Regions from separate parts of the Mus musculus genome. Here all the other regions are linked to region 3. The links are chromatin contacts, called in public Hi-C, HiChIP or PLAC-seq and promoter capture Hi-C maps. All regions are on one chromosome and are shown on one strand. The core of a region is the stretch at or near the end of the contact, and the rest is flanking DNA. Distances in the headings are between cores, read along the strand shown.

Region 1 (4,877 bases), core at 761-3,260, 540 kb after region 3:
CATGTAGCTGTACAATATTTATCTAAAGAGAGGACTGAGTGAATTTCTTTGTACCTGGGTGCACTTGTATATGCACATATGTGTATGTGAAGGCCAGAGGTGAACCTCAGGTGACAATAGGAGCCATTTCTCTTATTTCTTGAGACAGGTTCTCTTATTGGCCTGTGGCTCACTGAGTAGGCTTGGCTGACTGGCCAGTAAGCCCCTCTCCTCCTTCCAGTGTTGAGGATCTATGCCTGGGATTTTTTTTAATATATGAGTTCTTGCCATTAAACACAGGCTGTACTTTACTGACGGGGCCATCTCTTTGCAGCTCTTAAAGACCATTTTCATATCTATTTTGCCCTTGGAGACAGCCATCATCATTTTTGCTGCACATGAGATAGTCAGCAGGTGCTTGTGCAATGAACACACCATTGTAGGACATTTTAAAATTTTTTCTATCATGTAGATGCTTTCCTGTTCACTGGAAAGTTCTCTGCGATGTATAGGTCGGGGGGGGGGGGGAGTGGTTTTAAGAGGATACCACTGTAGATGCTAAGGCACCCAGAAGAGTGGAGAGGGATGGAGGTGGGTGGGCTGGAGGACAGGGTCAGTGCCTTTCTTCCACTCTTAGGGGCAGTGGTTGTACCTTTCAGCGCAGCCGTCTTTAGCCAGTGAGCCACATTATTTCATTAGCTCCGTATCCCCAGAGTCATATGGGAGTCTTTTCTGAGTATAAATCTCATGTCCATCGGGCACTGGAGCAGTTAATCTAAATGCGCTCTTGGACTCAAAGTGCAGCACTGAGTTATGATTCTGGAACAGAAGAAAAACCTTCTTTTTCATAGAAGAAAAAGCATCTTCCTAATGCATGGTAAATTATAGGAGGAAGTGAAAAACTCCAAGGGAAAACTCAAAACGCTCACATAAGATTTGGGTATTTGGTTGAGAAATATACTGTTTTGTGGCATGAATGCTTTATGTCCATTTTCTCTTGAATTTCACAGTTTCTCTGAGCTAGCTCTGATGAGGGAAAATCATCTTCCACAGCGCTCTCTCATCTCACTGTGGTTAGTACTGGTCGTGTTTTACCTTGGTGCTCTGTGTTGGCATCTTCACTTGTAGCCAGAATAAACACACGAAATGAGATGTTCAAAATTGTGGCTGATCATCAAGTATCACTGAGATTTGGGGGGAGGTATTTGCTCCTTAATACACGAAACACTATTGGGTTATGTAAGGTTAGCTTACCCAGTAGTTTTAATGTCCTTGAAGTTTCACCTCAGAAATTATAATACAGTCAGTGTTGGCTTCCAGTGACCTCTTTTTAGCTTGAGCCTTTTAAAGGCATTTGGAGAAATCTGCATGAAGTTCCGTGCTGAATTGAACCTCAGAAAGGAAATGTCTTTCAGAGTCAAAATGAAACCAAGTATTCATATTAGGGGGTAGAAGGAAAGGAACAAATAAAAAAGAAGAAACCCTCCCCACAGGAGCAGGCAGTGCTTGCCTTCTGCCAACTGGCCCGTTTGTGAGAACTAGTGAAGTCATCAAGGCTGAGCTATTTTAATCCTGACACGGCGGGTGCGCAGAGGCAGCTGGAGGTGCTGTACAGAGGAAGCGCAGAGACATTTTCAGAGGCAGAAAATTTCCCTGCTGACTGACAGCATCCCTGTTTCACACCTAGTGCCTCTGGCACCACTGAGAAACTGGAGGGCTTGTGTAATGGCCCAGGCTGGAAGAGGGTAGACTGGATCTATACGCAGCCCTTAAAGGAGACCTCTAGCTTCTTCCCCATTGGGACTGGTCCTGTCCACCTTGATAAGATACATGGGCTGTAAACATGTATAGTTTACATGTTTACATGATAGTTCGAAGCAGAAGACAAATTGTTACAAGTTGAGGCAGGATCTCTGGTGTCCTACGCTGGCCTGACCTTACTATATAGCTGAAAAATGTCCTTTGCCTTCTAATGCTCCTGCTTCTGTCTCGCAAGTGCAAGGATTGCAACCACAAAGCACCACGCTTAGTTTTCACAGTACTGGTCATCAAACCTTGTCCATGCCAGGGCAGCACACTGCCAAAGGAACCATGCCCTTAGAATAAAACATTTTGAGTTTTTCCTTTTCTTTGTCTTACTGTCTTTTGAACCACAAAAGGTCAGAAGTTCAAGGGCTGTACTTTGCTGACCCAACAGTGTAGGAGACAATGAGCAAATTTAAAAAAAAAAAAACACACACACACATGCACACACATATCATATATGCTACACATAGACACACACACACATACACCAAATTGACTATCATGATGGACAGTGAATCACTTCACAAGAAACCATTAGTAGGAAGAAATATCAGAAACTTGCTTTTAAATCCTTATTAAAAATATCTCTTATTTTTCAAAAAAAATTGGTAACTTGAAATGTATTTTAATTTTCTATGAGCTCTGCCTGTGGGCTTTGTCATTACCAATCTTTAAGAAAAAAAATGTAAATAAATATTTGATGGATTACAGATTTCTCTGCCGGGTGCTGTTTTAACCGCTGGTGACAAGATCTAAAACTGTAGGCACAGCTTCTTCATCCCTTTAGAGACTCAGAAAAAAAATGTCCAGAAACGTCAACCAAACAGAGATAAATTTAGAGATAATGAGATTGGGTTCTGAGTGTAAGACGTTAACTCCTTTCCAGCCCCGCCCACCCGCCGAGGGAAGTGTTTCTGTTGTAGAGGCAGGGGGTGCCCTCCCAGGAGACACTTCCTAGAATAAAGAATGCAGCATGCTGTCTGTCCTTCAGCAGCAGTACACTCAGCTGCCGGGGCTCTGCCCTGATTCTGCAATGAATCCAGGGATAAGAAGCTACCTTTTGTGTTGGAAACAGGACGGCCATCATCTCAGACAACTGTGGTGATTCCGAAGGCACTTTCGTTCTGAGTAGCGAGCCCTAGGACCTGACAACTCAAAACCAACCCCTCAAATTAAGTACAGTTTATTTCCTATGAAAGATTGTATAGTCTTCATTTTTGCTGATTAAAATCTATACTTAGAAAGACAGGACCTTTCCATTTCTTTCTTTCTTCTTTTTTTTTAAGTGATCACCATCTTAACGCTGTAATACAAAGTCAAGGTGTGAATGGGCATGTGGTCTTGGTAGCTGTGGTGCTGATGTACAGTAAGGTACATTCACAGTATTGTAATCTTTATTTGGCTTCCTTTGAACCAGCCTGGTAGATACAGTACAGATGTACAGCACAGTAGATTCACTATAGTGTAATCTTTACAGCTTCCTTTGAACTAGCCCCAAAACATTTACTCAATTGGTCACCAATTGGTTCTGGACAGAAAGAAATGGCTAGGGTTTGGGGGGTATTCTCAGTTTCTGCAGTAATGCATTATATGACTGATTCCAAGGTAGCACATGGGGCGTTGACAATTACAGACGAAGAAACTGAGAGCCCAGGGCATCTGCTCATCTTCTTACCCAGAGTCCAAACATCATGGGAATTTGATTCAATGAATTCTATTGAAGACTGTTTAGTAACTGGCTGGTCACTTTGTTGGGGAAAATTGGAAAAAGCTTAATGACATCCTCTTTTCCTGGTGTTTATAAGGTTCCTGTAAATCCTGGTTCTTGCTGAAGTCATTAAAAACCAGGATCTAGAACCATGAGTCTATCATGGAACCCCTCTCCACTCTCGTTGCTGTGTGAATGGGACAAGATGCTCAGCCCCCTGGTTTGTAGGATGTACATCATGACATCACTCACCCAAAGCACCCTTGAGAGGTTTGGCAGGAAGAGGTCTGAGACCCTTGATGTGATTCATGGTCTGTAAAAAGAAGCAACTCAGTGTGAACTGCTGCTCCAATGAGTGGAGTTCCTTCTTTTATTTCATGGGATTCAGGACTTCTTTGCATATATCTCTTGTTGCATATAACCTTGTACTCTGTTTCTATGTGTGCGAAGTTCCCTATGGATTCTTTAAAAGATATGAACATTAGGGACGTTCCTTTATACCCTTTTATGTACTGCTGGACTTGTAATCCTCCTGCCACTGTGCCTCTGATTTACTCTGTGCCAGGCATCACCATCCACTGAACTTTTTCCTTGGACGGCTTTTCTTTTCTTCTCTCCCCTCCTCCTCTCTTCTCCTCCCCTTCCTTCCTTCCCTCCCTCCTTCCCTTCCTTTCCCTTCCCTCCCCTTCTCTTCCTACTTATCTCCCCTCCCCTTCCCCTCTCCTCTGCTCCTCTCCCCTCATCTTCCCTTCCCTCTTTACTTTTCTTCTATCCCCTTCCCCTTCCTGTCTTCCCCTTCTCTTCCCATCTTTCTCTTCTTCCCCTTCATCCCTCTCCGCTTGTTTTGGAGACAGAGTCTCACATAGCTAAGGCCGGCCTTCAGCTTGCTATAATCAAGGAGAACCTTGGAATCCACACCCTCTTGCTTGCCTACCGGTATTACAGGTGTGTGTCACCATACCCAGGTTTGTCTGGGGCTGGAGATAGAACTCAGGACCTAGTACATGCTAGGAACACACGCCTGAGCTACCTTCCATGCACAGTAAGTTTCTTTGGGAGACACGCAAGTGAGGAATGGTTTGAAGGTTGCAGGCAGCTAGACCTGGCCTACTTTTCCCTTAACCTGACTGACTGGCTTGCACATTGCACCTAACTGCCAACACAGCAGGAACATAGCTTTGTTATAATTCTCTTACCTTTTCTTTCTGCTTCCTCCTCCTCCTCCTCCTCCTCCTCTTCCTCTTCTTTTTTATTTATTAAGGCTGTGTTGAGTAAACTTTATGATAATAAGGGAAAGTGACAGGTTCAGAAGTTCAGAAACACAATGGCCTGCAATCTAGTGTTAGAGCATGTTTTTAGAAAGGTGCCATAGTCAGTCTCTCTC
Region 2 (4,432 bases), core at 419-2,918, 580 kb after region 3:
GTGGTCGGGTAACAACTACCTGCTTCTACAGTGTCTATTTGAGTTAGGGAGGCTACTTTGTAAGAGCTTGTATGTTTGACGGCAGTGGTTACATGTTCTCTATGGAGAACATAGGATGACTAATGAATATTGCGATGTGGTGTGGGGTGCGAAATTCCTTAAGCACACATATAGTCTCTTCCTCCTTTTATGTATTATGAACATTACGTACTGTGTCAATCACTTTGTATCCTTAGAAGAACACCCAAGGACAGTCAAAGGAGAAATATTGAGTAATATGGAGAAGTTGATAGAGGGAATGAAATGTTTGACATTTTGGAATTAGGAGGATTGTCTGGCTGGGGTTTCTGAACAGATCTGTAATGTAATATTCCTGGCTGTATTCAGGTTAATGATGTATACTGCCCAGTGCATTTCCCATTAGCACTGAAGTGGCTGTGCGATGCAGAATTGGCTTCGTTTTATTTTATCAATTGTAGCACAGCTATGCCCCAGGATTTAACAGTGAACCCGGGACTGGATGCTGGGTTCTATTTTGGGCCCTCTGGGACTCGTTTGGTTTTAATAGGCTATGAGGATTATGGAAAGTCCTTGACACTTCTGTCCAGGCATGGCTGTGCATGAATGAGCCTGATTTGGAAGACACATGTACCACTTCTGAGACCACTTTGTAAGAGTTTTCAAAGAACTAATGATTGATAATCTAGTGAGATAAAAATCAGGTACCAGCAAGCATCCAATACATTCTGTACAATTATAGCTCTCCAAGGGGGCAGAAGACTGCATTAAACTAACAGTACATGTTATGATATGTTTATATCCAGATACATTAAATGCTAGATTAAACAAGAAAACATGCCTTTTGAGATGTCAGTGGACAGAGTAGACATATCAGTAAGGGCTTCTACACAAACTCCAAGAGGAGGCTGGGGAGATTCCTAATATGTGGTACAGTGAGTTTAAATGTGGGTCCTTGATCAAAATTGTCCAATAAAAATGTAAGTCGAACAGGTTAAATAAGTCTCTAATTGCCTCATTAAAAACACAAAACAAAATGGAATCTCATCTCAATGCCGTAGTACATTTATTCTAGCCAGACAGATTACAGTTTCTACATGCTATTAGCAGAAATAAAACACCTACAATTATATTTTGTACAAGATTCTTGAAATTGGAATTCTTGCAGAGCAATGTCATGGATCTGGCCACATTACCAGTGCTCTGTGGACACCTTGGCTACTGAAGTAGCCACTGGTAGTAAATCAGCCCGTCTTTACGGCTCTCATCAAATTTTCCAGGCCTGTGATTCAGACATTTTTAGCATTTGAACAAAATCTGCTGATGTGCTCTCTGAAATATGGCAATTTAAAAAAAAAAATGGAGACTGGATTTAAGTGGAAAGGGAAGGAAGGAATTGAAGTGTCTGATTCAGTGAAGGAAAGATTGAAGTTTATAGTGAAAGTAATCAAGGCTTGATTCGCTTGTTAAGGAAACCAAATGATTATCTCCAGGAGGCCATGAAACAGAGTGCAGAAGTCACGCAAAATCAAGGCTAATTCTGGGATACTTTAAATTAGTTAACATAAACTCAAACTCTTCATGAGCCAGGTGCCCTGGTGGGTGGCTTTCCAGAGGGACCTTTTCCCTTGTGTGTTTAATTGATTTCTACCACTTGGATGTGAAAACATGTGAGCCAATCTTCTGTGACTTCTCTTTCTCTGTGGGAGTGGGACGAGTTAGTCCACATTTTCTAGAAATAGCATGATCATTTTCCTTTCTACAGTGAGCACGGTTTAAGCAGGGGACAGGCTTGGTTGGTTTTCTTTTCTGATCTTATATGTTGGCAGTGCCTGTGGCCTAGTAGTATTCTTAGTACCATGTTTTAAAGACCAAATAAGTGAGAGGAGCTTTACCAAACGCTTCTGGCAAGTATCAGTGCTTCCATTCTTCAGACATGGCGGCCTCACTGTGAAGCACGTATTAATTTATCCACTTTGTGGATGGGGAACAATTAAAATTGACATGGACTGTGAGTAGGGACACGGAACTTGGCAGTAGACAGAAGGGATGTTTAATTCAGCCCGAAAGAAGGCCAGAGCTGACTCAGTATCCAGAGACCAACAAAGTGTAAGCAAATGTAATAACCTCTGATGAGCTCTGCTCTGAAAAACCAAGGCATCGCCCTTCCGTACTGTGTGAATCCGTGCACTTGGGGAGTTTACATATGGAGGTGTTGGCATTTCCTTGGGAGTTCTACAGTAGTGTTCTGCGGAGAGCCCCATTGCAAACAATAAACACTACCTCTCCCTTACACACTTACACATATACCCTTTGCTCAGTATGCAGAGACATGCTGCACAGACAGAAACAAAATTAGACCTTGCTGGTTCCTGGTGCTCAGAACGGGCTCCTCAGCAGGGATCAAGGTCTAATCCTTGGTTCAGGCAAGGACCTCCATCATTTGAGGGCCCTGTCGCAACCACTGAGATCTGCCACACCTGTAACTGTATTCATGTGTTATTCATGTTATCAGAATGTTATATATTATAGTGTATTCATTTGTTATTCATGCTAACAGTCCTGTATACCTCAGTGACATCTAGTTGGGATCTGGGTGTGGCTGACAAGGAGAGTGCTTGCAGTAGTGCACAAGGCTCTGGGTTTAGTACCCAGGACTGCCAATCACTCACTCACTCACTCTCACTCGCTCATCAGTCATCAATGGTCCAGTTATTCAGAAGCATACAACTTCTGAACATAAAAGTGCAGTCTTTCATTTGTTTCTTTAGTTGCATTCTCTTTTCTCACCTGGCCCGGCCAGTGCCCTAACCATCAGACACACCACACTGATGAGGCTCAGAGCCTTCAGCTGCCAGTGAGAAGCAGGGTGGGTCGCAGGAAGAGAGGATGCACTTTGGGATCAGGCAGAAAACAAGCAACTTGGAATGTGTGCTCTGAGGTTTGAGAGCTGTCAAATTCTATTCCTTCACCCTTGAAGTGGAGGTTAATATCCCTTCTTCACAAGGTTACCAGGAGGATTACTTAAGATAATTCGCATAAAGCACTCACCACGCTGCCTGGCAAGGGCCTGATTTATGGATTGCGTTTTTACTGCTGAGACACTATTGTAAACAATAAACTGCTTTAAATCACCCAGGACAACGTGACATACATGTCTTGAGCTGCTTCAAGTGGCTGTGGTAAAAAACGGTCGGGAATGCAATTATTTACAGTTCGAAATAAACTCTGCAATACTGGTGCACTTTATTGAACTGGGTAGGAAAGGAATCCCTGCCATCCGAATTCCCCAAGACCAGTGGTGTCTCCTGCACCGCTTTACAGGGTAGTTCAGCCACTGCTGTATTCTCAGGCTTTTCTGGGACATAAGGATGGCATTTCCCTCCATGGCCCCCATTTTTATGTGCTCACAGTGCCAATATGGGAAAGGTAAGGAGGCATGATGGTTGTCTGTTGGCTCAATACTTAACGCATGATATTTCTCTCCAGAGCTGGTTGGGAGCTACTGAAAATGATGTGTCAAATTTCATGAATTCATCCATGTAGAATTGGAATTTAAATACTCTGCTGACCAATGTTAATTTATTTCAACTCATTGCATGTTCCTTATCGACTTGTGCATTTAGAAAGAATGTGGCACCAGAGTCCATACTTTGTAATGGAAGAAGGAGAGAAGGCCTCATACCCCTTTATTTCATAGGAAGTTGAGACCCAGAAAGTTTAACTTGATCACTTATACATGAATGACTATGGAGGAATAGCCGTATTTCTTACCCAGCTAATTAACATCAGCTTTACTAGTCAAATATGTATATAGCAATATAGTATTGTTGAAAGAAAAACCCCAGGCTTGTCTGCTTTAATGGCTGCCATAGAGTGAAAAGGGTTTTTGGAAAGAGCTGGAATGATTTTGTGATTAACTGTGACTTTTAAGCACCTTATTGGTAAATACTTGTCCTAGGTCGCTGTGGTAATGGTAAGCTTTATTGGTCTGGGGCAGAGTATATAGCTTTGGAGTGACTCCTGGTTCTAGACAACATTCTATAATTTGGGAAATTTAATTAAAATTATTATTTTGTCTAAATTATCTTTCAGGAAAACTTTTTAGTTTGTCTGAAATTATATATATGTTATATTTAATATGCAAAATATAATTATTCAAATATTCATTATGTAAATTATATATTTATTTAAATATTTGTGAATATATTATATGTGATTTTATTAACATATATTAAATATAAATATATAAATATAAGTATATAATATGAAAATTATATTTAAATATATTTATACATTCCTCCTTAATTATTCATGTACAAGTTGTCCATTATAATATATTTTAATTATATATTATATATAATAGATATATAAATATATAATATATATATATATGCATACTATACACATATAT
Region 3 (4,534 bases), core at 1,345-3,844:
TTTCTGAGAAGTCAGCTCTTGCAAGTTCTCGGACTTGGGCAAACACGCCACTCCTATGCCTTGTATGTGAGTCCATTGCCATGGGCTTCGGAATCTCAGACCTTGGTAACTAGGCCTGGAACAGAAGCTGTCATGCCCCCAAGCTACCTAGTGTCAGTTTACAGTTCCTCAGACCTATGAACCTTATCATTCTTCCTTCTATGCCCAGGTAGAGAGAATGAACAAGAATCTAACTACTGTCCAGTCCGCCCTAACCCGTCTTGCTCCCACCCTGACCAGACACCTGGAGGACGTCTATCTCCCCGTGGCTCCCCTGGCTCATTTCACTCCTAACATGCCAGATGAACCTCGAGTGTTCTCTTTGCTCCCTAGCCACTATAGCGTCTGCTTCTGAGGCACTAGGACTTACTTAGATGAGATTAAACACAAGAGCAGCAAACAGCTTCTGAGACTCCTACGGTGCCTCTCTTTGGGCAGGACCCAGCCTTCTATTGTACAGTCCCTCACACTACAAGTGAAATAATTTTTCATTCTGTCCTAATGTCACCCAGAAATAGGAAACACCAAAGTGTTCCCACCATGGCCTGGGAAGCTGTCATTTGTGCTTTAAACGTGACTCGGATGATGATGGTTTAGTTAAACTTCAAAAACGATTTCATATTTTCAAATATATCTTTATAAGAAAATATACCGGGCGTGGTGGCGCACGCCTTTAATCCCAGCACTCGGGAGGCAGAGACAGGTGGATTTCTGAGTTCGAGGCCAGCCTGGTCTACAAAGTGAGTTCCAGGACAGCCAGGGCTGTACAGAGAAACCCTGTCTCAAAAAAACAAAAAACAAAACAAAACAAAACAAAACACAAAACAAAACAGAACAAAATAAATGTAGTTCTATTACATCTTAAGTACTGATTTGTTTTCCTTTTTGCATTCATCCTACCCATTTCTAATTCTACTAATTGTATTAGGAGCCCAACAGGGCAGAAATAGGCTTCACTTCAGAGGTCATTGTTTGACAGTGAAAACAGTCATTGGAATATTGAAATAGGCCCAAAAATTATTAGAAGCACCAAAGGGGACCATTGTAGCAATTCTAAATTTTCTGCAGATTTCCCCCTCGAAGGTTATAAATACCCTTAGAAAGCCATGCGAATTTTATCACAGCAGCTCAGGGGCAATGTTTACTTCTTTCTCAGCTGAGATATTTCTGTAAACAATAGGTCCTCCTGAGAAAGCCGGATTCCCAATGTGCTTGATAACAGTTTGCTGTTTGTCAAATTGGCAAGTTGGGCAGTGTTCTGCTTTTCTCTCTGACAGGAACTATTGCTTCCTTCCAGGAGAGTGAACCGATTTCAAAGCAAGACAGACAATGAACAAGGGGCTTCACCTACAGAACCTCATAGTGTCTGAGGTCTTTGAAACCTTTAATGTGTCTCCACATATTCCACAGATGAGCATCGATAGTTCAAATTTGCTTGATTAAAAGTAAGAATTGAGGACTGGGCTTCCCTTTGAAAAGATTGCCTGTACGGTTGGGGCTTAGGTATATGTTATTAGTTTCCTTCTGAAGGATATACAATTGATACTTAACTCAAAAGTATGGACAGATGATTATTAATGGTGATTTTAAAATCAAGACTCTAGCTTAGACACTTTCCAAAGCTGGGCTGTTTAATCTGAACAGATGCTTTCTGCAGGAGAGCCGCGAGACATCAATCCAACCTGTTCCTTTTTATGGTCCGTCCCATTATCTGTTCTCCCATAATTTGTATGCACATTTTTGCCTTCGATCTCTCAGCTCGAAAGTCCTCATTCAGACCGTGGCTGGAACAGACAAATCAGGAGGCTTCGGCACACAGGTGCCATTACCTATGATGCATTTGAATCCATGCAAATGTCAAGATGTAGCTGCAGAAAGGTTACCTCCCCACACTGCGGGGGGGAAAATCACTCTGCCAAGTGCCAAACTTTTATGTGCGCTGTCTTTTTCTTAGCCAGTGTGTGAGTGGGGGTGGGGGTGGAGTTGGGGGTGGGTGGAGGGGTCAATCAGGGAAACTGATCCCTAAATTGGTGTCTCCTGAAAAAAGGCAAACTTTATTCAGAAGGTTCAGACCTTCACCTATGGCCAGCATGGGCGGGTTTGTTTTGCGATGGTCCATCTTTGAAGATTAGGACTTTTATCTTGTGTCTGGTAAACAGTTTCAGTCTTAGAATGGACAGTCCTATGCTTGATGCACTCGGCTTGAAAGTCAAGGGCCCCATTTGTCTGGATTCTTCATAGATGTCTGGGATCTTTACCTCTTTTCAGACTCGGAAGACCTTATTTCGAATTATCCCACTCCAGAGGAAAACAGGTGAAGCAGAGGCCCTTTCAGGGGCTCTGCACACAGGGAGGCTGCAGTCTAGAGAGACTCCGAGGAAGTCTCTTTTGCTCCCGCTGCTTTCCGCTATTTTGTTCCGCTCACCAGTTGGGAGGAGAGGTGGGGACACACACGCTGGCTTTCTCTCCAAGGCGCAGCTGAGACCTTTAGGAAATCACTGCGGAGGCAGAAGCGGCAAGGCGCTATTTTTAGCTCCAAATTGATTCAGCTGCAGTCCCTGCTGCCTCTGACTTCATTGCCTCCCGGCCCACCCCTTGCTGTCCTCACTCCCAGCTTCAGCTTGACTTCCTGTGCCGCCCCTTTTTCCACCCCACCCCCCACCCTCCCCACCCCGTGCTGTTAGCTCCCTCCCTCCCTCTCCCTCCAGTCCCGGGCAAGGCTGGGCACGGGCTGGCTGCTAGTAAGTCCAGTTTATAGGGAAAGCTACAAGGACTGATAGTGCCTCAGGCTGTGACATCCCTCAGAGGCTGCAGCTGGCCAAGAGCAGAGCCTCTCCGGGTTCAGCCATCCTCGATTGTTCACCCCTACCCTTGCCCTTGGGACAGAGTTCCAAGAAGAAAGTTCTTCAGTTGCAATGCTGTGCTCCGGAACATCTGCCAAGTGTGTCCCATCTGGCCAAGGTCTACGCTTTCAAACATTATGCTAGGAAGAAAGGGCAGACACTGGGTGGCTTTTCTTCTTCCTCAGGATGTCTGTACAGATGAGCCTGGAAAGGGTCGCTTGCTGAGAGGAAGGGTGAGGAACAAGCAAGGCAGTACAGGCCACCTGCCTTTGTTTGCATGTGGGGTTAGCAGTGACCCCCTTCCTCTGACCCTGAAGGCCAGGGTAATTCCAAAGTCAAGTGGGGGCCTATTCATTTTCTATTTATGACTCCATTTTCTATGTCTAGTAAGTAAGGCAATGGCCCTCAGAAACCCTAGCTGCACTAACATACATTACGAGTAAAAATGTAGATGTCAAACGGGAAGAACATAAGAATGCTTATAAGCTAAGGATTAGATGGTTCCCAAGTCCTTTGTTAATTGTCCAACTAAGACCTCGATGGTGCACAGCCTGGGAAACTTGTGCACTCTGCTTGAGTGGAAAAGAGGCAGCCACTTCCACTCCCGTAATGTGTTAGAATCGAATCTGGCTCTGGCAGCACTAACAAATAGCTGAGCCATCCGTCCTCAGGAGGCCAATTAAACCTAAAGTAACAATGAACACAGAGAAAGGAAATTTATTCAGTGAGGCACACTGGGAAGAGGAACAAAGTCCATCTTCCAGGTCCTGTCATAGGGTGTAGGTTTAAATGGATGGTAGGATATATGCATGATTGGGCAGTCCAAGTCAATGTGTAGGCATGGCACCATTGACCCATCTGCACTACGGTTTGTCATCACTATGAAATCTCTCTCTCTCTCTCTGTGTCTCTCTCTCTCTGTCTCTCTCTCTGTCTCTCTCTCTGTCTCTCTCTCTGTCTCTCTCTCTGTCTCTCTCTCTGTCTCTCTCTCTCTCTGTCTCTCTCTCTCTCTGTCTCTCTCTCTCTCTGTCTCTCTCTCTCTCTGTCTCTCTCTCTCTCTGTCTCTCTCTCTGTCTCTCTCTGTGTCTCTCTCTGTCTCTCTCTGTTTCTCTCTCTGTCTCTCTCTCTCTGTCTCTCTCTCTCTGTCTCTCTCTCTCTGTGTCTCTCTCTCTCTGTCTCTCTCTCTCTGTCTCTCTCTCTCTGTCTCTCTCTCTCTGTCTCTCTCTCTCTGTCTCTCTCTCTCTGTCTCTCTCTCTCTGTGTCTCTCTCTCTCTGTCTCTCTCTGACTGTCCTGGAACTCACTTTGTAGACCAAGCTGGCCTTGAACTCAGAAATCTACCTGCCTCTGCCTCCCAAGTGCTGGGATTAAAGGCATGCGCCACCACCGCCCTCCTTGAAATCTCTTCTTGGAAGACAAGTTTCTCCTCCCAGCACCAGATTCCTGAGGAAACTCCCAGAGGCCATCATTTCAACAGCTGGTAACAAAAGAGAGATTCACACTTGTCTCTCCTTAGAATGTTTAAATGTCTGCCAATACAAAAGTGGTGGTAATCTCTCAGTAAAGACCTTTGAATAAAATAGCTGGTGTTCTAGGGATGCTGATGCAAATAGGACCCTCACTAGGAGTGTGTGCATCCCTAAGATTTATGTAT
Region 4 (4,784 bases), core at 1,840-4,339, 630 kb before region 3:
TCTCCCTGACTTAAGTTTGCTCCCTTGTTTATATCCCTAATCTTTGCTATAGGTGTTATCCCTCACCCAATCAAACAACACCGAGAGTTCAGCAGCCATTTCAGCTGTCTTCTCCTTCAGTTCTCCCCACCTGGGGATCCGAACTCCAGTCCCAACGCTTGGGCACCAGTTGCTTTACCAACCGAGCCCTCTCTCCAGCCATCACTCTCTTATATTCACCTCCTGTACTCATGTTCTTTCTGTTCATAAACAGAGCCCTGGTTTTCCTTTCTTTGGAACTCTACTTCTCAGTCTTATTAGCAACTGAAGAATCTCCACAATCTCTCTCCAGATCCAAATGAGCTGCTGTCAGATGGGGCACAGAATAGACAGAGGAACTAGGGGGCATTGCATTCGTATTTCCATTTTTGGTGTAAGTTTGAGCATTTGCCAGAGTATCTTTGTCTTCTTTCTTGGCTAGTGTCCTGGTTGGCTTTCACTGTCAACTTGCCTACAGCCATCTGAGAGGGACTGCTCTAAATCAGATTGGTCTGTGGTCTCGTCTCTGGGGAATTGTCTTGATGTTTAACTAATACAGGAGTGACCAGACCACTGTGCAAAGCTAGCAGAGCATGAGCCTACAAGGGAGCCAGCTTGCAAGCAGCCTCCCCTGTGGTTCCTGCTGTACATTGGATGAGAAGTAAGTTACCTGGCTAATGGTCCTCTTGCTTGGAACAGCAAGCAGGCCTGCCTTCATATTCCTGCCTTGACTTCCCTCACTGATAAACCGTAACTTGAATGATGATATAAACGCTCTCCTCCCATAATCTTTCTTTCATGTTTTATCACAGCCATAAAATACATACTAGAACAAGTAATACTGCCACAAAGGTGGCCACAGCAAGACAAATATGTATAGCAAGGAATGCAAGAATCTGAGCTTTGCAGCCATCTCAAGTTCAGTATGCAGCCACATCACTTTGTTACTTCGGATAAGCAAATTAACACTGCTGTGTTTTATTTTATTCTTAGATTAAGAGAGATAATGTGTCATCATAAGGTTATTATTTAGATTACGTAAGAATCTTGGATGAAGGTATGTGGTGGGATGTTCAGTCTGAGCCTATTTGTGTCACAGCTACCAGAAGTCAAAAACTCATTAGAACTCTGGTTGTCCTCTTATGGCTTAATGGTACTTCTAAATTACCCAAGCGTAGCACCATACTTTCATGCTGGAATGGGCCAGGTTCTAGGGAGGAACTCTTGAGCATTATCACATCACTACAATAGTACAGAGAAGGGAAGGTAATTGGACCAGAAGATACTGACTCCAGGCAAAAATTAGGTATGAGTCATTTCTGGAGATCTATGTTTCTTGCTCCAGAAGTCATGTTGATACTAGTATTAACTATTTATGAATGTGCTCATTACAGTTTTTCCACATTTAGGGCTTCTACATTCAAAATATTTGGGCATCTGAAGGTAAGCAAAGAATCAGCAATTTCAAAAGCGAGTCATTTATACCCATGGAGTTCAAAATGAGATTAAAAGAAAAAATACCCGAGGAGCCTAAACCAGAGAGCTGGAACATCCCGTGTGTAGCAGCCCAGGCAGGCAGGTATCCACCATCATTCAGGAACAGAGCTCAGGGATCAACAATTACAAAAGAACCCGGTGCCTATGAGTACCTAGACCTGCATGGCTCTGGAACTGATGTGATTGGGTGACAGGAAATGAAAGACAGTAGAGCCACATACAGAAAAGCTAAGATGGGGGAGCCTGTGCACTCTGATGGAGTGCTAGTCTGTGTACTGGATGCTATCTGCAGAGATCTCTTGCTCAAGTCGTGCACTCCTGCATCTGAGATGGTCACCTAAGTCATCACTGAAGTGGGATGCTTTCTGCGCTCTCCTATGAAGTATGGACTTAACTTAGAAATTGAGGGAGGCTACACTGTGAAGAGCGAGGAGCCACTTTGAGCTTGTCTTCTCTGAAGTTCTGAACTAAGATTTTAATCCTAAGAGATAACCAAGAATATGCAGAACCTACTGCAGGCTTTTCTGAAAACAGCCATCAAGCCCTTTGAAAACATTTTTCTTTTTTCTAGTTGAGATCATCATCACTAGCATCGTCGTCGACGTCGTTGTCGTCGTCTTCATCACCATCATCATCATCATCTAAGGCTTCCATCCTTTTGAAATGGATGCTAAAGTCTGTGGTGGTCACGGAAAACCTAGCCTTAGAGACATACTCCTGGGACTTTGCTGAGAAGCAGGGTGGGTGAGACAGTCAACTTCCGGCGTCCCAAGGAAGGCCCTCTGGGGAAGAGCACACTCTGCAGACACTTTGGGAAGCACTGTGTTCTACATGTAGCCCCCTCAGGCTAGGTCACAGTGTTTTCTGTCACTGGAAACCTCACGGAGAGTGCTATCAGGTCTTGCTATTTCGATTTGATAGAGAGGGAACTCTTTCTAACTAGGATCTTGTAGTGAGTTATGGTTTTGCTATGCTAACCCTTTGAAACGGACAACCCCGTGTTCTTTGAATTCCTTGGGGGAAATTCTAGGATCCATTGAGAGGTAAAAAGGTCCCAATTCTCCTCAGAAAGCACGAGGACGGTAAGGTGAGGGACCACCAAATGATTCTATGCTGCTGGCTAGGGGGAAACCACAGCGGAAAACCAGCCCTTCCTGCAGAGTCTCTACAGTGGAATGGAGGTGTGGTGGGTAGTCCCGGGAGATGGGGGTGTCCAGACCCCTCTGCCTTTGTTTCAGGTCACTCTATGAGCCTCTTGGCATTTAGCAACCTTAGTCAGAGGAGCTGAGGGCATAGAGAAGTGCCCTGCTTGAGCCTTACCAAATAGCTAAATCCAAGTAGGTTCCCAGGCTACTCCACCCGCCCCCTACTACTGCGTTCTTTTCCCAGAATGTTTACAGTTTCTTTCCTTTGTGTATTCTCCTTAAGGTTAACTGGGGAAGGAGAGCTAATGGAGGGGTAAGAAGCTCGTGCAATTTGTCATTTCTTTTTGGAGCTGTAGGGCTATAAATGAAGCAGGACTGCTCCCAGGAACAGAGCGGGAGACTAAAGGACGTTCTTTGTTCCAGTCGCCAGTAGATGGCGCTCCGCTTCCGCTCAGCCATCCGTCCAGTCCAGCTTTGCCACCCATTGGTGGGGTTCTGAGGTCCAAACCGGTGTCACCAGCGCAGGCAAGAGGCAAATATTAAAGCTAGCATTCCCTGCATTTTTTGAGAAAGAAAGCCTTTGTGTTTCGGTTGACTCCAGAGTCTCGGGAGATGTGCCTGGGAACTCCCTCTGCCGCTGAACTCATCACAGTGGCCTTTTATTCACTTAGAAAATGCTTTCCCCGGATCCCAGCTCAATTACCTTTTGTCTCCCCTCTGTTCTAATGCTCTGGTAGGATGCATGAAAAACAAAGCAAGGTTAGACATTTTCTATCTCTCCTACAATGGTTTACTTTCCTTGTTTCCAGAACCAAATGGAATGAGTGGTCTCAAAGCCCCAATCCGTGTGCAGGCATGCGTATATACAAACCGATATGAGTAGTGTCGCGTCTGGTCCACGTTTACTTTGTCCGAAAGGAAATATATAAATAAACACAAATAAGCAAAACTTTCTTTCCTTTGGGTAAAATGTCTGACAAGGTTTTCACTACTTGGCTCAAAGTGTGTGTTTATTTGTCACTTCAGAGGTCCAGTATCTGAAAAACTATTCAGAATGATGGTTAATCAATCCAACAACTAGCTACTGACTAGGAGGATGGAGAAAGCCTTTTATTCTGTGTTGTGGGGGATGCAGAGATAAGTGCTTAATGCCAAAGAATTCACCACCCAGTCTTAGAAAAATCGCTGTGGGCAGGTAAAGCATTGAGGGCAAGCATCGAGGGCATGCGTGTTAGCGTGCGACTCTAGGCTGCAACTGTGGGCTGCTGTATTATAGTCACTGGAGATTGAGATCTGAGAGGCTGTTCTACTCATTCAGAGCACCGTATCTAGCAGTGAATACAGGATAGTTTGGTTGCCTCAAAGCCTCGCCATGCTTGATTTGAGCTGTACTATGCTATACTGATAAAGATGCGAATTAATTCCCCAAAGGATGAAATTTACCTTAGGTCAGCAGGATAATCTGCCTTTCTAAAGCACCTCTCCATGTGTTACCTCAGGGAGAACACTCTGCAAATATTTTACATTGTGATTATGTTCAACAAAATATAAGCAAGAGATGAACACATCGATATTGAAGACTTCAGCGTGGCCAGAACCCAGAATGCCAAACTCCTTATTGTTACTGCGGCTATATGTTCTTCCCTTGCAGAATATATTTAGTAGATTTGGATGGAAAGGGACAATTTCTCCAATGGGAAGAAAGTGCAGAGTCTCTCTCTCTCTCTCTCTCTCTCTCTCTCTCTCTCTCTCTCTCTCTCTCTCTCTCTCTCTCTCTCTCTCTCTCCTCTCTGAATTTGGAGAGCGAGGAGAAGGGGCGGGGGAATCTTCCAGAGGTCTTGGTCTGTTGCGATATCCTTGCCAATCCTTCAATTACTGTATTTCTTTCATGAGAAATTGTTATTAGAATGCACTCACCCTTTTAGGGAGCTGTGAATGTGGTTATAATTGCTTGTTTCTGAGATAATTCGCCTGACAGCAGAGCCCTGGAAAAGTTACTTGAACAAACGGAACAAGGGCATTAGCCTTGGCTATGTCGGCTGCGAGGATGCGGCACCAGTCTGGGCTGTACCAACCTGGGCTGTGTCGGCTGCGAGGATACAGGGGAGCCATGGTGGTCACGGG
Region 5 (4,731 bases), core at 1,852-4,351, 810 kb after region 3:
CTTCTCTCTCACTAGGAAATTTCCATGTCTACTTCATAGTTCTATTCATATGTCCCCCTGGTGGTTTAACTGTACCTGCCACTGCTCAGCACAAGGCATTGTGTGGGCCTTTGTCTCTGTGCCCTGACTCTGTAGGACAGGCAGCCTGAAACCAGAAGATCTGTCAAAACCAAGAGCGCCTCCTACATCTGATACAGTCACTGCCACAGCATGCAGGGATCTACAGCACATCGGAGGCCTAAGGCACTGCCTGGGATGGGGAAATACTCAAGTAATAGTTTACATTGAAATATGAGTAAGTGGCATCCCATCCAAGTTGGCTACATAGAAGAGATAAGAGAGCCACACAATAGAAGAAATGTTGGTATTGTCCTCCTGCCCTTGCTCCTGTCTCCTTAGACATCCACCGGAGCATCTACATTCTAATGTCATCTTCACATCCTAGTTCTTTCTCACCATTGGACAAGACCACATTGTTCAACTCACAGCTTCCATTCACGGTCTTCTTGAGGTGACTCAGTGCTAAGGTTCTCTGAGCATGCTTCCACAGCCAGGTTCTTCCTGGGTTCTGGAGAGCCGAACTCAGGCCCCCGTGCTTTTATGACAGACAGGTCCTTGGTTGAGTTTTCTATCTCTCCAGCCCAGGCTATACTTTTTAACACACTTTAATGTAAAGTCTCTGAATGCCTGCTGCATCAGGATAAGTGTTACAGTAAATGTGGAAGGCAATGATCATAACATGAATTCCATATGCTGTTTAATTTCACTCCATGCCTCTAAAAATATTGATGCCTTCACATAGGAGAGGATGTCAAAAAAGGCTCTAAAAGAAAGATTAAAAAATATGTTAACATGTTGACAACATATATATGGATAATAGTATCAAAATGGAATCAACTGTTCTTTATACTAACTAGAGAAAGTGGTGTGTATGTGTGTAAAATTTCTTCTTTTGCTTAGACGGTTGACAGCATAAACCATGGACTCACACCAACACATGAAACACCTACTTATGATATGACTCATACACTTTGATATATGGCATTTGTAATGCTCGTAAATCACTTCACTTAATGCTTGCATCCTCTTTATTTGTCCAGGTGTAGCATGTATCTATTAACATACCATCTGGACTAGCCTGAATACTCATGAGAACTTGTTCCTGATGCTTTGAGTCTAAGAAAAAGCAAAGCCAATGATTATTTCTAAATTATCTTTCATATGTTTTGCATAAAAACATGCTGATACTTAATAATAACTGTGGGTTTATTTCTAAGTCCTTGACAAGTGAATTATTTTGCAGTAAAGTGAATACTTAAAAGGACTCTGGGGCCATTTGCGTAGTTTGTAGGTAAAGGTGTTGGCTTATACATAATAGAGGAATCAGACAATGCAATAGCAAGTATTTATGTGTGCTAATTTCTGAGTTATTAAATACCTAATGATGCTAGAAGAGTGATGTCCTATAGAAACTTTCCTTGGTCTGTGAAGTAGTTTATTCTGACTCTTTCAGTAGGATGCAATGTCCTGACACAGAGCCTGAGAGCCAGAGAGACAGTGGGTTTGTTGTTGTTATTGCTGTTGGATTGTCTATTTGGTTTTCTGATAACCTTGGTGTGTGAAGTTTATCCTGCTTTTGTCAATAGAAAGCCATCTCTCTTACATGGGACAGCCTTGTGTGTCATAGTGCTATTTCTTGAGATGCCTCCTTTGTTCCTGTCCCCACAGAGACAGCATAGGACTGAGAAACCCTGGTCTGATTGAGGCCTGAAAGGGACAAAGTAAGGGTTGGAAGTAGGTAATCTCTTTTCTTATCCATCACCAGGAATTGTGGACTGGAAGGCACTCATACCATAAAAGATAAGTTAGAAAAAAGCATGGCACACTGATTCCATCTAAGACTTGTATGCTAGGGGAGACATTGGAAAGATCAGCTGAGAGACTCTCAGGTAATTGCTTACTTTTATGCTTAGGTTTCATGCCACATGGACAGCTAGCTCTTTGGAAATGTGATCAGGTGACATGATGTGATCAAAGGGTGACAAATTGGCAGAAGGAAACCCAGTAAGAAATGGCTGTTCTGATTATTATGTAGGTGGTAAGATGGCGAGGGGAGCCATGTTCGAAATGTTTTCAGTTAATAACAGAATAAGCATCAACATGGGGAGAGAAAAAGGACATAAAGTGAACCCTAAACACACTTGTGGCTGAAAGGCCAAGCCAAAGAGAAGCAGAAAAGCTTAGAAGATGGTCCACACTTTTTGAGACAAGAGAGCTGCCGAGAGAAGAGTGACAAATTACGATAGTGTGGGATGTGAAGGTTGAAAATTAACACCAGATTGGAAAACAGGGGTGGTATGGATGTCTATGGGCAGGAGACTTAGTAAAGGAGACTTTAGTTGCATGGTGCTATGTGCTTCAGTGGAGCTGGGTGGTACCTTAGTGGTAGGGTACTTGAAGAGCATGTCTGTTAGATCCTGCGTTCAAACCCAGTACGGATAAAAGCATTTAAATTGTTTGTTTGTTTGTTTGTTTGTTCTAAGCACAAGTAGCAGTCATATACTCTAAAGTAACTTTAACAGTATAATTCATACATAAATCAGTGGTGTGGACAGTAAGAATCGCAATTAGATGTTATTCGCTGTGCATTGAGCATCACTATCAGATGTCATGGTATGCACTGAGCATGGTTGTATGTGATAGACATTGATGTCACTGGCAGCACTGTAGTTTTGCTTACAGCAATATCATAGGGACATGGGACACTAGGTGACTAGACAATGGGATTGTTTCAGTCCTCTTACAAACGCTCGAGGCTGTGGTCCTCTGTGTGTTTCCCATAACTGTAACAATGTCCCTTGGACAGATGCGGATACTGAGATCTGGGTAGATATTGTGACTTGCCTTAGAATGCACTGTTGCTAGCTGGCAACGCTTTGGGTTAATCCCAGGAAAGGCGGCTAGACAGTCTGCACCCCACATTTCTTTGTGTCAGTTCTCCTTGATGTCATAAGTGGCCGCACAGTATGTGGGTGAGATAGTGTCCCCACCCCCAGAAACTCATCAGTGCTTCATAGCTTGTGTCTAGGACCGAGACTCCACATGCCACCTCTTACTGCCAGTCATTCGTGTCGCCTCCTGGAGGCACTGAAGAGCAGAGCCGTCAGTCTCCTAACTCTTAACAGTCATTATGACACAGAATCTGAGAAGCAGGTTCAGTCCTCGCACCCATAGAAGGGAGAATTATTTTTACATTAAGATATCAAAGAGGTTCAAACATAGCAAGAAAGTGAAAAAGAAGAAAAGCTCAGAATCAAGTGAAATCGTAACATGCCTGGAGCCCCAGATGAGTCAGTGTGTATAAATAGAACAACTGGTGTACAGGGCCCTGGTGGTGCGCCGGGCCTCTTCTGTGTGATGTAAATCACCCCGCGTGAGCAGTAATATCCCACATAGCAATCAGTATCTGTAGAGTGCATTGTCAGATCCGCTGTGTTACACAACACCAAGATCATTCCCTCGCTTCTGCCTGGAGTGTCCCTTTTCTTTTCATATCCAGCAGTTAGCACTAAGGCCTGAAACCCTTAGTTACAGAACAAAGTGGCTCAGGAGTAATGGAGCCTGTGTGAGGCTCCAAGAAGAATAATGAACGTGCCCAGCAAGCTTCCTGCCTAGATGCAGGTGCAGAAATCAGGGGATCATGAATAATGCATGACATGCAGATTAGACGGTAGTTTGTGCTACTGGGTTTTTGACTCTGCTACCTGCCTGGCTGCTGTATGTGGGGAAAAGGCAGATAGCAGAGGGGCTGCCATTTAAAATGGAGCTCACCCAAACTCTGGCATGTGCATGTCCTTTTGAAGGAGTAAAATTTTAAGTGATAGCTGACATGTAAGAGTTGTGATCTGAATTTTTGGATGAAGTAGACTCAGAGGAAGAAGATACTTGCCCGTTCCTCGTTTGAGTTTAAGAAATGTTAGAATTATTTGGTCATACAGATAATCAGAATCAGTTTTCTGCTTTTGTTTCTCGCCCCCCCCCCCCAAACCATGATGGAAATTGTGTATTTATAGAATTTGGTCTAGGATCACCGAATTTTTTTCTCAAAGATACCAATGTCTAGAAGGCTTTATACTTACGGAGTAGTGAACCCAAGCCTCCCTCCCTCATGTTCCCATGAGATGTGAAGTGGGCAGCCATGATGCCAGATACTGTGATCATTCAACTTCAGCTGGAGGTGACCATGAGGACGACAGGGTTTCTCTGTACTTTTGGGCTTCAGGATTGCAGTAAAGGGGATAAAGGCTTGAAGGACTTGGTGAGTAGTGGAGAGCTGAATCCTTGAAGCAAATGACCTCTGAAAATACACTTAACTCTTGGGACCAAGACGTCAGCGAGGCTCTAGAGAGGAAATTCACTGTGAGTATGCTATTTCAAGAAAGCAGGGCAGAATGGCTTTTGCTACCTTCTAGGTAACTCTTGTCTCCCTCGGATGTATCTCCATACATGAGAAAGATAAGTATGTGTATCTTGAGGGGCTGGAGTATAAACCGGCTTTCATTCTCGCTGACTCTGTCATTTCCGCCAGGGCCCCAGTTTGGACAGCTGCCAAGACCAACAGGTGATCCTTGTGGCTGCAGATCAGCAGGAAGTGGGGCTGTGCTTGAATAAGGCAGTTCAGCGAGGGGCTGTCTGGCCTCCCTCCATCTTTCTGCATAATTATCACCCCCT
Region 6 (4,686 bases), core at 2,163-4,662, 540 kb before region 3:
TGAGCAAGCTAAGTACACTATGGTTAAACCTTAAGCTTTGATCTGTTGTAGTTCCTCCTAATAGAGAGGTATACTAAGAGAAACTAAAGAGTTAGAAGCAACTCTGTGGGAGTTTACAGAAGGTGTTTCATATGTGTTCAGTGAAGTACTTAGCTTTCCTTCCACTTATGAAATCCCTGATTGATTTTGACAATTCTCCAAACAACAAATTTCCAATCGTTTACAATAGTGGTTGAGTCCTCACTGCCAATCTTCTCGAGCAACTTTATTGAAAAAATTTTCTATTGCTGGTGAGTATCTTGCCTCATGTAGTGATTATTTTTAAAAATCTGTTTCCTTTACAGGCATTGGAAGCCCATAAGGACTGGTACCTGCTGTTGCCTAGAGAAAGGTTTGAAACTGCTTTCCACATAGCAGACAAAGCATAACAAAACAAATCTTAACCCCCAAAGCAAAATCCAAACAAACAATCTCTGTTAAGTGAGTCCTGACATGATCAGCTGTGTGTGCTAAAGCGGTCAAACTTTGTGTCACAAGTTATTTTGGTAATAAACACATTTACAACACAATATATTTTCTCTGAAAAATTCGCCAGATTAAAAAAAAAGTACCATTCTATTTTTGGCAATAAGTATTTCCCAGACAGTTTCCTCATCAAAGGGAATTCAGCATCACGGCCATGTTCCATTCTTCCATTGTTCTGCAGTCAGGGACAAGCGCTTGTTACCGTTGAAGCTTTGGTTTAAACAATTTTAAAAATGCTCTAACTCCCATCTCTTGCACTCTCAGAGTGAGATCAAGGATTAAAAAGCTCCCAGACTTTCCAATCTTGGTGGAAAATTGGCTGTCACACGGAACGAGATATATTCTAACTGACTTTGCCGTGCAATTGGGTTCTTAATGAAAGCCGCGTAAGACAAACCTGCACCCCTCGGTATTTCATTTGTGCATCTTGTACCTGGAATAAAATGTAACTGCTGTAAATCTTTAAGTTGGGTTCAATAAAGCAATAATAGCGTACTGTGCAAACTGACCATTTAGCTTAACAACTGATTTGTTACACCATTAACTTGTCCGCTCTCTTGTCTTAGGGCTCTTTGCTAACTGAGTGGCTGTTAAGTACTGTCATGAACAGATTCTTCCAAGGGGAAAAACATCTGAAACCAGCGGCCGGTGCTATCGCTGACAGAAAGCTAAAAGGTGGCCATGGAATAATGAATAGATGTTAAAGTTATTAATGTTTAATAGTGAAGGCATTGTATGACCTCAAAAAATTGCATTAGAAATAAAGTCAGCAAAGGAAAAGACACGCAGCATCTTGTTAAGGCCTTGTAATTTGTGCAGAACATGTCAGATTTTTAGCTGCTATTTAAAAAGAAAAACCCATAAGGTCTCTGTAGTCAAATTACATGCTTTGCAAATTGGTACTAGTAGCAGCTGAGGCATTTATTTTTTCTCTTTTTGACCAAGGGGCTCAATAAAGAAACATATGAAGCCAGGGCGTTGGTTAGTTCTAAACCAGAGAGAGGAGCCAGGAAGAGGCAGCATCGTCTTCTACATCTGGGTTGAAGCCAGTGCTCACATCTGTGGAGGGAAATGAATACATTCGCTAAAGAAAGGTAGTCAGTACAGCTTGGAGCTCAACACCAGAGGCCATGTCTCTGTTTCTCTGTTGTACCCGTGTATCAGCATTGAAGGAAAGGAGAACTTATCCCTTCCTTTTCTAAAAGAATCTCAGATCTAAACTACCCTGATTTCTTGTATTCTATAGGGGCTTCCCCCAACAATGCAGATTCACCTCTGTATTGTTTTAGGAAACAAACTTAGGTTTTTAATTATGTCTGTTTCTTTTATTTTGAAATGATAATACAACTATAGCACTCCTCTCTTTCCTTTTCTCTCTTCAAACTATCTCATATGCCCCCTTGCTCTATTCCTAATTCACAGCCATTTTTCATTAACTATTTTTATGTGGATATGTGTATATACACATATGTCAAACTTAGTTTTTAATATCTGATTTATCAAGAATGAGTTCACTTTGAAGAGTATTAAATAAAAAACCCACAACAAACTCCATAGAAGAGTGGTTCTCAACCTTCCTAATGTTGTGACCCTTTAAATACAGTTTCTCATGTTGTAGTGACCTTCAAACATAAAATTATTTCAGCTGCTACTTAATAACTGACATTTTACTACTTTTATGGATTATAATATGAATATTTTTTGGAGCTAGATGTTTACTGGAGCTAGATATCTGATCTAATGCCACAGAACTCCCAGAGAAATGTTTCCACAAATGTTTCTGTAATTTTTAGAAAGTTTTTTAAAAAGTCTTTTCTTTTTAAAATATGGTGCTAAATGATGAATTCGCAGTTGAGTTGCACACACAATAGAGATACATAACAATTACAAATTAGGCCAAATGATGCACCTCATGTTATTATTCTAGCTTGCAGAACACTGAGGCAGGAAGATCATGAATGTCATGAATTCCAGCTAAACCTTGGCTAAACGAGGCATCTCTTAGAAATATTAAAATTAAATTTCTGAATGTAAAGTTGCAAGGCAAAGTAGAATCCAAATGTCAACAAGTCTATGTGGCAAAACACATAACACATAAATGCAATATGTGCTAATAATGACAATAAGGACTAAGATACCCAACAGTAGAGCCGATGAAATAAATTATGTAAATTAACAAAATAAAAATTGAAATAATCATTTAAACTATGGCACCATAGGGCTAAAGAGATGGCTCAGTTGTTAAGTGTGCTGACTTTTTTCCCAGAGGACCTGAGTTTTGTTCCCACCACCCATGCTTAGAGGCTCACAACCCGTAGCTTCAGTTCCAAGAAACCTCTTCTAGCCTCTGTAGCCATCCGTGGACAAGTGGAATAAACTCACATACATGTACAGATAAAAATGTTAAATCTCTAAAATACAGAGTACTGTATGGAACAGAGAATGATGTTAATGATATCGATGAGTGAGAAAGTAGTCACACAGTACACTGTAAGAATGATAAATGGATTTCTATTTGTCTTAAAGGTTAAATGAGTAGTAAGGGTGACATTTTGGAAGGTCAAATAATAAAGCATATATAATGATCACCTTTTCATGGTAATATTTTAAAATACTGCTCTAATTTATCTACCATGAACTTGCATTCCTTATGAAAAACTGACAAGAATCATATTAAAGGGTTCCAAGCATACTGAGATACACTGCCTGTGTCAGCAGGCTTTGCTCTCCACTTCTATTTTCGTTTTATGAATCACCATTGAAAATATTTTTAAACAGATGCCTTTGGAATCCACATTCAATTTTCCAGCTCCTTGGGGGCATAAGTTGATACTGAAAGTTTCTGTGGGTAGATTATACTTGTATGGAATACATGGAATTTGGCTGTCCTCATGAATCACAGATCAGAAGAAAATGATACAGGGACTAGTTGTATCTAAGCACCACTTAGGGCTACATCCAGCAGCATTGCTCACGATGATTACATGACGTCTCTGGCCTTGATCTCCTCGCTGTGCCATGCATGTGATGACAGAGTTTCATGCCAGGAGCAATCTGGGAAATGACTCCTAGAATCAATTCTATATATAAAAAAAATGTGCTGGGACAGTTTGACTGCTTTCTCTCCATGCTCCTCTGGTCTGTCGTTGGTGTTCTAAATAGGAATCTATTGGACCAGTTCTTTGTCTTCCATAGCTTTCACTATTTTTTATCCCATAGAGGAATATGGTACTGTGTTTAATGAACCATTGATCTGGGCTTCACACCTGGGTTCCAGTCCTGGCACCATTACTAGTTGATATGTAACCTTGAGCAAATTGAGCAGCTTTTTGTTTTTCAGTGTCTGCAGCTTTAAGATAGATTGATGCTACTAGTTGTCACGTTGAATGATGAAGAGGATCAAGTGGCATAATGCAGAAAGAAGTTAAGACAATGGGCTGGGGATGTAGCTCAATTGATAGAGTAGAGAAGTCCTTTTTTCAATCACCAGCACCACACATATCAGATGTAGTGCTGCATGCCTATAATCTCGGCACTTGGGGGTGGGGGGAGAATCAAAAGTTCATGGTCATCTTCAGCTACAAAGAAAGTTGGAGGCTGGCCTGGGATCCCTGAGACTCTGTATAAAAATAAACAACGTCCAACTAACCAACCAGACAGATAGACAAACATAACACATAATACATACATACATACATACATACATACATACATACATACATACATACACACACACACTCACAAACACACACACACACACCCTACCCACAAATTGTTAAAACGGTGATTATTACAGAATAAATACTCAATAAATATTTATCATTGTCATGACCACAGTGTTCCTAAGTTGCCCAACATTTCCAAGTTGGAAGACATCTTTGGATAGGGGAACAGAAAGTGAAGATTACATCTCTTGGGCTCTAACTCTGTGATAGTCAGCTATGATAACTCAGCTGCGAGTCAACAGTATTTTCTATTCTCCAAAGGACGACACTGAGGCTAGCCATGTCCTGTCTTTTCCAGTCCATCTATACCCTGTCTCTAAATGACTCCCTCTTAATCACGTTCCAAAATTCACAGCTGAAGGTCCCACCAATCCTTCTACTTACCTTTACTGTATTGTATCTGCCACTCTAAGGGCTATTTGAAGAGCCCAAATAA

Evidence for each region. Promoter capture Hi-C pulls out the DNA fragments that hold promoters and counts their contacts. A called contact is a pair of places that touch in the nucleus more often than the background predicts. HiChIP or PLAC-seq counts read pairs in DNA pulled down with a chosen protein or histone mark.
Region 1: a contact with region 3 is called in an H3K27ac HiChIP or PLAC-seq map of large pre-B cells, with 9 times the contacts expected there. The contact joins two enhancer-like sites. A contact is called at or near these places in 2 of 115 datasets of contacts at active chromatin or transcription factors (embryonic stem cells and large pre-B cells) and 1 of 9 other capture datasets (embryonic stem cells).
Region 2: a promoter capture Hi-C map of liver shows a contact between it and region 3, with 2.8 times the contacts expected there. The contact joins two enhancer-like sites. A contact is called at or near these places in 5 of 39 promoter capture datasets (cranial neural crest, liver, second pharyngeal arch cranial neural crest and 2 more), 5 of 484 Hi-C or Micro-C datasets (all in embryonic stem cells) and 1 of 115 datasets of contacts at active chromatin or transcription factors (embryonic stem cells).
Region 4: a contact with region 3 is called in an H3K27ac HiChIP or PLAC-seq map of neural progenitor cells, with 17 times the contacts expected there. The contact joins two enhancer-like sites. A contact is called at or near these places in 6 of 39 promoter capture datasets (cranial neural crest, frontonasal cranial neural crest, liver and 3 more), 13 of 484 Hi-C or Micro-C datasets (the HL-1 cell line, adipose-derived mesenchymal stem cells, cerebral cortex and 5 more) and 5 of 115 datasets of contacts at active chromatin or transcription factors (embryonic basal ganglia, forebrain, neural progenitor cells and 2 more).
Region 5: a Hi-C map of cerebral cortex shows a contact between it and region 3, with 2.4 times the contacts expected there. The contact joins two enhancer-like sites. A contact is called at or near these places in 14 of 39 promoter capture datasets (the 3T3-L1 cell line, cranial neural crest, embryonic stem cells and 7 more), 2 of 15 datasets of contacts at CTCF or cohesin (embryonic stem cells and stem cell-derived epiblast-like cells), 46 of 484 Hi-C or Micro-C datasets (the HL-1 cell line, the N1E-115 cell line, cerebellar granule neurons and 14 more), 17 of 115 datasets of contacts at active chromatin or transcription factors (SST interneurons, astrocytes, cardiomyocytes and 7 more) and 1 of 9 other capture datasets (embryonic stem cells).
Region 6: a contact with region 3 is called in a Hi-C map of adipose-derived mesenchymal stem cells, with 1.9 times the contacts expected there. The contact joins two enhancer-like sites. A contact is called at or near these places in 8 of 39 promoter capture datasets (the 3T3-L1 cell line, 3T3-L1-derived adipocytes, cranial neural crest and 4 more), 5 of 484 Hi-C or Micro-C datasets (the HL-1 cell line, adipose-derived mesenchymal stem cells, cardiomyocytes and 1 more) and 2 of 115 datasets of contacts at active chromatin or transcription factors (embryonic limb bud and stem cell-derived neural progenitor cells).

The regions. Positions count from the first base shown.
Region 1 is chr14:100,207,919-100,212,795 of GRCm38.p6, reverse strand. It overlaps a transcript of Klf12 not described here. Among named protein-coding and RNA genes, the nearest start is that of Klf12, 61 kb to the right of the region's middle. Within about 2 kb of position 2,010, at least 130 of the 459 cell types and tissues checked have an H3K27ac peak or open chromatin away from gene starts, as enhancers often do.
Region 2 is chr14:100,168,152-100,172,583 of GRCm38.p6, reverse strand. It overlaps a transcript of Klf12 not described here. Among named protein-coding and RNA genes, the nearest start is that of Klf12, 21 kb to the right of the region's middle. Within about 2 kb of position 1,668, at least 8 of the 459 cell types and tissues checked have an H3K27ac peak or open chromatin away from gene starts, as enhancers often do. A contact at or near this core is called in liver, where this site is marked.
Region 3 is chr14:100,748,386-100,752,919 of GRCm38.p6, reverse strand. No RefSeq gene overlaps it. Among named protein-coding and RNA genes, the nearest start is that of Gm23538, 9.6 kb to the left of the region's middle. Within about 2 kb of position 2,594, at least 183 of the 459 cell types and tissues checked have an H3K27ac peak or open chromatin away from gene starts, as enhancers often do. A contact at or near this core is called in SST interneurons, adipose-derived mesenchymal stem cells, cerebral cortex and 8 more, where this site is marked.
Region 4 is chr14:101,377,851-101,382,634 of GRCm38.p6, reverse strand. No RefSeq gene overlaps it. Among named protein-coding and RNA genes, the nearest start is that of Gm34361, 180 kb to the right of the region's middle. Within about 2 kb of position 3,089, at least 39 of the 459 cell types and tissues checked have an H3K27ac peak or open chromatin away from gene starts, as enhancers often do. A contact at or near this core is called in neural progenitor cells, neural stem cells and oligodendrocyte precursor cells, where this site is marked.
Region 5 is chr14:99,943,286-99,948,016 of GRCm38.p6, reverse strand. All of the region lies in intron 4 of Klf12 (Kruppel-like factor 12), which reads left to right. Among named protein-coding and RNA genes, the nearest start is that of Gm22970, 170 kb to the right of the region's middle. Within about 2 kb of position 3,101, at least 120 of the 459 cell types and tissues checked have an H3K27ac peak or open chromatin away from gene starts, as enhancers often do. A contact at or near this core is called in SST interneurons, cerebral cortex, embryonic basal ganglia and 5 more, where this site is marked.
Region 6 is chr14:101,286,722-101,291,407 of GRCm38.p6, reverse strand. No RefSeq gene overlaps it. Among named protein-coding and RNA genes, the nearest start is that of Gm34361, 88 kb to the right of the region's middle. Within about 2 kb of position 3,412, at least 10 of the 459 cell types and tissues checked have an H3K27ac peak or open chromatin away from gene starts, as enhancers often do. A contact at or near this core is called in adipose-derived mesenchymal stem cells, where this site is marked.